Linked DNA regions of Mustela erminea: region 2 is linked to region 1. Evidence: chromatin contacts called from public Hi-C data. All regions are on one chromosome and are shown on one strand. The core of a region is the stretch at or near the end of the contact, and the rest is flanking DNA. Distances in the headings are between cores, read along the strand shown.

What was found. A called contact is a pair of places that touch in the nucleus more often than the background predicts.
Region 2: a contact with region 1 is called in a Hi-C map of fibroblasts, with 4 times the contacts expected there. The contact joins the promoter of SLC36A1 here to the promoter of ATOX1 in region 1. A contact is called at or near these places in 2 of 3 Hi-C or Micro-C datasets (fibroblasts and spleen).

What each region holds. Positions count from the first base shown.
Region 1 is chr3:121,439,098-121,443,308 of mMusErm1.Pri, forward strand. ATOX1 (copper transport protein ATOX1) reads left to right here and starts at 2,183. Exons shown (of 4, transcript XM_032337253.1): 1 at 2,183-2,331. The coding sequence starts at 2,236.
Region 2 is chr3:121,714,655-121,718,865 of mMusErm1.Pri, forward strand. It overlaps SLC36A1 (proton-coupled amino acid transporter 1), which reads right to left and starts at 2,103. Exons shown (of 10, transcript XM_032337259.1): 1 at 1,967-2,103.

The DNA of each region.
Region 1 (4,211 bases), core at 933-3,432:
GACTTCCCGGCCTCCAGAACTGTGAGAACTGTGAGAAATGTGGTTTATTTCTCCTAGTCTGTGATATTTTGTTATAGTAGTCAGAGCAGACTAACTAACACAGGCTCTCACGCCCATCCTCCTTCCGTCCCCCATGCTGGACGTGGGCCTCTTCATTCAGGGCCAGTGTGAGTCAGCGACTCGTCCTGGCCTAGATTTATCCCTTGCATTTTGTGTTCCTTGAGCCTAGGCCAAGGGTGGATCCATCAGCCTTTTCCCTAAACTGAGGTAGCCAGCTTGTGGTCATTCTCTGTATCAGTGTGAATCTAATCAGGAGAGGGAAACCACACCATAACTTGAACAAGGAGAGTTTAAAGGTTATAATGAGTTTGTGATAATGAGGCAACAGCTAGTAACAAGAGAGCTCTAAAGACTATAGAAACGGTAGAGATACAGGAGGAGCCACTGCTGGTAGGGCCAAGATAGTCCATAGAGCATCCAAGGAAGACTTTCCCAACCCCCACGCTAGGCTGAGCTCCAGGCCTCGTGGCCCACTGAATGGCAGAGAAGTGGCTGTGATGCCATGCTTGTGGAACTTGCTAGAAATCCACCCTCTGGGCTGGAAAATTTCCCTCTAGGGTGCTGGAAAAAGCTATTCACAGAGGCACTTCACTGAAGTCAGCCTGCTATGAAAGTACACGAGGGAGGGCAGATGCTGGAGGAAGCTGCTGGCTGGTAGGTGCTGCCAGTCCCTGGGAACAGCAGGAGCCTGGTGCCGGGAAGCCATCCTCAGAAGATGGGCATGGGGCAACGGACCACATGGCAAGGGCCTGGAGAGTGAGCACACTAGAATAAGGAAGTAAATCCTTTCCCCCTCCAGTGTGTCTCCAGGACCTCTACTGACAAGCAAGGTTCAACATCCTGCCAGCGGGCAAAGGAAAAAGAAAATATTGAAAGGGTCCAGACTGGGGCACCTGGGTGGCTCGGTTGATTAAGCTTTGGCCTTTGGCCCAGGTCATAATTTCAGGGTCCTGGGATCGAGCCCCACCATCAGGCTCCTTACTCAACAGTCTGCTTCTCTCTTTCTCTGCAGCTCCCCCTGCTTGTGCACGCTCTCTGCCAAATAAAAACCTTTTTAAAAAAATTTAAAAGGGTCTAGATCCATTTTCATAGAGCAAACGTAAAGGGTAAATTGGAAGTGAAACAATGAATAATGAGCACACTTTCTCAAAAAGCTTTCATGTATTAAAACGACAGTTTTCCTCAGCCAGTGGTTCCCCAAACCAAGCAGAGGAGGGGTACTAAAAGTATACCTTGAGAGTAAGGGGCAGTGAAGCAAGGGCAAAGCCTAGAAAGCTGGGTTATTAATAAGCTGTCCAAGCAGTTCTGTTGATTCGAGCTCTCTGAAACTACTGACTCTGACAGGCAGGTTCCTTGGACTTTGCAAGGAGGGCGCACCGCCCCGATGCTCCCGTGTAAGGAGATGGGGCCTGACTGCAGGCCTGTTTCTCTGTTAGTGTCTGAGAGCACCTCTGCCTTCATGGTCTTCCCCCATGGCTGTGGATCTCATAGCCTTGTCTCTTCATTTCTCCACCTCACTTTGTGCCTGCCTCTCAAGCCCACTCTGTCTCCCCACTTGTGCACTTGCTGTTCCCTCTGCCTCCCTCCCTCCCAAATAGCTCCTCTCCCTTCTTCCGAGGAAGGTACTCTCCACCCTTGACTCTCATTACCTCCGCCCCGAGCCGCCTCCTCCGGAACCCTGTCTCCCGCCCCCAACACACCCCAGTGTGAGTTAGAGATCCTTTCTCCGCTCCCAGGATACAGCCCTTCTAACACTGCCTTTTCACCGCCTGCTTCCTCGCCTCCCGACTGGGCGACGTCTTTTTCACGAGGGCACCTTGGGTACCCAGCCCCGCGCGGTCTCCGGGTGGGGACTCATTTACCGCAGTAAATGTGATTGTCCCTTTAGGGAGGGGCGGAGTCTGCCGTCTTCCCTGCGGGGCCCTGGCATTCCCAGCCCGTAAGACACACCTGACACGGAGCAAGTGGTCTAAAAATGACCAGTTGGGGTTGGGGGCCGGCCGACCCGGCGGTGCGCGAGCCCGGGAATCTCCGGCCCCGCCCGCCACGGCGGCCAACGGCTGCCCAGCGGCTCCCCGCGCGCGGGGCCAGGGGGCAGGGCCTAACTGCCGGCCGGCCGGTGGGGGCGGGGCCTGGCGGGAGGGGCGGGTCCTCCGGGAGCCCAGCCCCGGAAGCATGGCAGCGCCTGCCCTCGGAGCCGGCAGCAGTGACGCTCCCGCACCCGACGCCGCCGCCGCCGCCGCCGCTGCCGCCGCTTCCACAGCCATGCCGGTGAGTGCCTCCTCGCTCCCGCCCCGCGCAGACCCGGGCCGCCGCCGATCGGCCACACGTCGCTCTTCTAGAGCTCGGGCGGAGCCGGGGCTTTTGCCTGCCTCTCTTCTCACTCTCTCCCCATCTACTGCCCGCTTCTGCGACCCTCCAGAAAATCCGATCCGAAAAGGGTTTTAATGTAGGAGTCAGGCCTCAGGACATTGGAGCTGCAAGGCCTCCAGGGGTTACAGACCCAATTCTTCCCTGCATAGACGGGGAAACTGAGACCCAGGGAAGGGCAGAGTCGCCGAGATCACCCAGTGAGCGGGTGGCGAGCTGGACCTGGGACGTCTAGACCCCGCGCCTTCCCGGTTTGCCCCTGTCTTCGGTAATGGCTTGAAAGGGGGAATGGGGGAGGCGCGGGTGGCTGTTGCCTCCTGGACGTGGCAGGTTTTCAGAGGTCCAGGTTTTCAGAGGTACGTGGTTTTCCTTCCTTCCCTCTGCCCACTCTGGCCCATGGCGACGCTGAACTTTTCACCGATCACTTTGAACCTGAACCCATGAACCTAGGAGACGCTAAGGGACTTGCTCAAAAGTTGCCAGTTGCTCAAAGAGAGTTTGGGTAGGAATGAGCAGGTCTTAGGTGCCTTTGCCACTCACTCAGTCTTCATGCACAAACGTGGTTGCTCAGGGTCTCGTTTTGTAGGTAAGAAACTAAGGACTTCGGCAGGTAAAAAGAGAAGCGCAGTAACTTACTGGAGGTCTCCTTTAGGCTTTGGGTGGAGTCAGAATTAAGCCCCTTATCTTCAGGCTCCCATCGCTTCAGGCCTGACCACTTGGGAAATAAATGCCAGACAAAAGTAGTTCTACCGGATTGAGAGTAAGCTGTGTTGCCAAGTACATCCTGTAGATCTTGGTTGGGGTCATGTGGTGTTAAGCAGTTTCCCCCAGGTGCCTAGTTTATGGCTCTGCTTCACATGGATACCCAGAGGTGTCCCTCAGATGCCCTGTGTCTTAGCAGCCTAGCTTTCGGGAGCTGGCAGGTAACCCAGAGGCCCTCTGGGCCGAGTCACAAACATCTCAGGTGTCATTTCTCTTGGGCCTTGCCAGGTGCCTTGAGACAGATCCTCAGACAGCACAAAGTATGGACAAAGAAGCTGACATTATCAGCCCTCCTACTTGTGGCAATGTTAGGAGGACAGCATTAATCGGCCTGTGACTGGGATAGTTGAGGTCACAAGCATTTTGGAGAGGGTGGCAGTGAGGGAAAGGCCAGCTTCAGGATCACTCTGTTGTGTGTTCACTTCTGGAGATTTGGACAAGTGACCCTCCAGAGCGGATGGTCAGAATGAAGAGGGCACTTGGCACCGTATCACAAGATGAGCAACTGAAGAAAGGAGGCTATTAGTCAAGGGGCTATGGTCAAAACTGGTCAGAGTGTCACCTGAGAGTTACTCAGACAAAAATTTGGAATCTCGGAAGCCTCTTTGAAAAGCCCTGTGCCCTTGCTTCTCACCCGGGTGACCTTGGGCAAGCCGCTTTATTTCTCTGTGCCTTTGTTTCCTCATCTGTAAAATGGGGGGAGGGGGTAAAATCTAACCTCAAAGGACTCTTAGTATTACCTGGAAAAACGCCAGTAAAATACGTAGCATAGCCACTGACCTAGCTCGTCCCCAAGAAACGGTAGCTCTGATGTCGACCTAGGACAAGTGGGGTGGAACTAGAGGCGGGCAGGTGCTAACCCCGTTTTAACAAGGACCGCATTTTTAACAAGTGGTTAAAAGTTTAGGCTCTGAAGACATTTTCAGTCTCGGCTTGGTTCCCTCACTACCTGTGTCACCCCCAAGGGAGTGACCTAACCTCTGAATCTCAGCTCCCTTGTCTGTCAAGAAAGGATAATA
Region 2 (4,211 bases), core at 853-3,352, 280 kb after region 1:
AAAAAGAAACCCTCCCAGAGTTTCACAGTACCCCTGAGTTAGAAGAAAACCTCAAATTTTACCTAGTCCAAAGCTCTACCCAACACAATAACATAATCTATAGCATTCCCAAAAGTAATTGCCCAGTGACAATTATCTTCAGTGACAGGGACCTCCATGCTCTGTGCTGAAACACAAAAGAGCTCTTATTCTTTGAAAGTTCTTAAGTTCACCCAAAACCACTTCCCTTTTGGCACTTGCATCCACTGGTCTTCATTGTAGTCTCTGGAATATTGCAGAAGAAATGGAATCTGCCTTTAAAATAGACAAAGCCAGCTCTGAGCACTCCAGCTGCAGAGAGATGAGGCTGAATGAAAAGCTATATGGTTTAAAGGGAAAATAAGGACTCAATAGCAGGCCATTATAAATGACACACTCAGAAAGCAAAGGAAGAGAGGCTTAATAGCGGCATCACAGCAGCCTCTTCTTCACACAGCCTCCACCCCACCGTCTCAAACTCCGAGGAAAAGACCATCGCTTTGTGTCCTCTTTACTTCCTCCACATCTTTAAAGAAAACATACTCTCAACGTACAAGTTAATTACTGTGGACAAGGCTCTCGACAAGAGTCAAAGAAGGCCTTGATCATGTTTAAAGTGATTAAAGACAGTCGAAATCATTCTCAGCTGCCAACATTTAGATTGGACTTAATACAGAGATAAAGAAAGAGGGGGATCTCATGGTAACCTAGAAATGAGTGGAGTAGGGAGACTGCTTCCTGGACAACTGGATTAACCCTTGTCACAAGGCGACAGTAATGTACCCAGGGGAAAACCCGCTCGGATTAGAAGACAAACAGAGCTAAACGTACAGAATGTCAGAGCAGAAGAGGTCCTTAGGGATTCAACTCCATCACTGTATTCCAGGATGGGAGTCACCCAAGGTTGCAAAGCAAGTGTCAGAGTTAGAACAGTATCTCCCAATTCCCCAGTCTTGGTTCTTTCCATCACGCCACGACACTATCTCATTTCAGCAAACCTCCAATGGTTGCATCCAAATAGCCAACATTCTCCAAAGGAGACAAGCAAGCTACAGAAAAACTAAAGCCGGGGCTTTACATTCTTCAGGTTAACCCCAGGGCTCTCCACAACCCCTGCTGGGAGCCACCTACCCACCCAGGAGCTTACTCCAATTCCTATTTCGTATTTCGGCACCATTTACACAAAATAGCAGGACGTTGGAAGCAAAACCTACAGAGTGATGAGGCTGCAGAAAAAATCGTGAACACTGAAACAGGGAACCACACCCAGAACCAAGCCAATCCGGGGATGGAGAATGCAGAGCTAAAAAAAAGGGAGCGCCAGAAGAGGAGAGGACGGGAGAGGGTGCCGTTCACACGTCAAGCTGTCTGCAGGAGGCGGTGTGCTGAAAAGCAAGCCGCTGCTGGAGCCTGGGGAGACTTGGATTCTAGTCGCAGGGCTGCCACTAACTCACTGTGTGACCTTAGGCAAGCCCCGAGCCTCGATTTCCCCAACTGTCCTAGAAGGGGGCTGCACCGGCGGGGGGGAAGGGGTCCCAGTTCTGGAGCTCTATGACCTGAAGACCCACCATCGCAAGTCCCCCAAGCAGGGTTCTCACAGAGGGCGCGTGACCTGCCCGAGGCGACGGGGCCCCTTGGGGAAGCGTGGAAGAAGCCCTGGCTCGTCGTCTGGCTGACCCTTCCCAGCTCGCTACCTCAGTTTCCCCACCTGTCAAACGGCAAGGGGAGGTCAAGGGAGACTGCCGCCAGACAGTGCTCGCCTCATCCCGGGAGGGGTGCCCGAATCTTATCATGGCTGAGGGTGGGAAGCCGGGGAGACTCGGACCCGCACCCCAAGTCGGTCAGTGCCTGACCCCGAGCATCCGCTGCGCCCCCGAGGAAGGCGACGTGGGTCCCGCCTGAGACAGTGACTCGCCGGCAGCCCCGGCCGGTCAACGAGAAGACTCACCGCTCGAGCTCCGGCTCCGGCTCCCGCTTCCGTGCAGCCCACCTGTCCTCGCCTCAGCGCCGAGCCCCTGCCATCCCCCTTAGCTGCCGGGGCTCGCGGCTTCCGGGCCGCGTCACGTGACGCCGGAGCCTCAGCCGGAGCCCCGGGTCACGTGTCCCCGCTGGCGGTAGCTCCCCTTCTGTCACGAAGCTCCGGAACCCGGCGCTGCAGCACCACCTGGCGACCAGTTGTTGTCATTGCAGGCAGGGCGGTGCTCGGGGGGCCTGGGGCCTGGGACAACGGGGCGGGGCGCTGAGCTCGGAGCGCTGCCGGCGAGTCCCTTGAGCTCTGTCCCCTGAGCCCTGGGCTCCTGTCTACACACGCGGCGTTTTCCTTACCACGTCGCGGGGAGCATATGTCGCTTTTATAATACAAAAAAAAGACATCTTTAAAAAAAAATCACCTATCAGGTTTTTCGAAGCTTACACAAACCCATTTGTGGTTGGTTGCTCGTGGAAATGGGACTGTGTGAGGTAAGACAACATTATCTTTTCAGTATATTTAAACACTTAAGTCACATTTTTAAATGGATGGCAACATTTCAGGATGTTTGAGGCGTATGTGTTATCTAGCTTTCTCTTGCCTCCTTTGCCCTGAATTCTCCCTTTAAAAATTATGTAACTAAAAAATAAATAAATAAAATAAAAATTATGTAATTATTCACACACAAAAAAGAATAAACTACTGATACGGCTACAAAATGGATAAGTCTTAAAACAATTGTGCTGAGTAAAAGAAGTCAGAAAACATATTCCATTTATTTCCTATTTTAGAAGATGTTAAATAATCGTCAGTGACAGAAAACACATCAGTGGTTGCCTGGGAGTAGGTGGGGAGGTCAGGAGAGGAGAGATTATGAAAGGTCATAAGGAAACTTGCCAGGTGACAAATATTTTCACTACCTTGATAGTGGTGATGATTTCACAAGTGAATATAGATTTAAATTACCAAATTATACACATTCAGTACGTGCAGTTTAAAAGAAATAAAAAATTTAAAATATGTGCAATTTATTGTATGTCAGTTATACCTCCATGAAGCTGTTAAGATAGTCAGTAAAAATTATATAATACATGAGTATATTCTTAGAAATGTTAGACAATATATAAATATATAAACAGTGAAAAATTCCCTTCTTCCAAATTCGCTCTCTTCTCCAAAGAATTACACAGTTACCAGCATGTATTATTCTCCATATCCTGTATTATATATTTATAGAATTATTTGTAGAGAGAGACATACAGAGATTTGTGGTATTAAAATATAGAATCGTGAATAGCAGTACTTACTGTTTTGCTTAAGACTTCTGCTCTTCACTGTCTATACTGTCTAAATTGCTTCATATGCACACATTACTTTATATATATCCATTTAAAATCTTTATATGTTCTATAACCGATGGTACCCGTTGGTTCATTTCACCAGGGAAAGAGAGAAGAATGCAGATTCATGCTCAGTTTAAAATAGGAAGGGCAGTGAGTTCATTCCATCCCTGCAATAACCCACCAGTTCATTGCTCAGTGCCAGGAACTGTGCTTGGAATGCTTCTGAGTCCATGTCACCTCCAGGCCTTAAATCTCATTGATTCTACAGCTCTTTCTAATGTCTTAGTCAAGAAAGGCAGATCTCATGAGAACCACAGAACTCCCTGTTGGAATTACTGATGGAAGTGGGAATTTGCCTTCCCCAGTTTGCTCTTGGGGTGCATTGACATAATAAGGATTCTTTCTTGTACCTGGCCACCACACTCTCACTAGAGATGCCCTTGAAAAATAGGTGGCATCATTTTCAGATACTGTTAAGATTCTATCAACCCTATCATTATGCAGTCCTAATTAGAAATTAACAAAATTATATCTCCTTCTGACTATATAAATCCACCTCTGCTTCCACAGTTTCTTCAGAAATACAAATAAAGATTTCCTGTTCAATATGGATGCATTTATAAGTACTTTGACTCTTGTAGAAAACAATGCAAAAGGAAAAACTTTGAAAACTCTATTTTCAGGAAAGGTAGAAGATAGAATCCACAGGTACCAACCAAAATACATGTAAAGGATAACAAAAGCAGCTGAGATCAGATAGAAGCTATGAAGGACAATGGAAAAGAAACTTAAAGAGAAATAAATGGACCCAGTGGGAGCAGATCTCAGAAATGCATCAGTGAAAACATTTTGCCTGAAGATGAAGAGTTCACTTAGAGCTG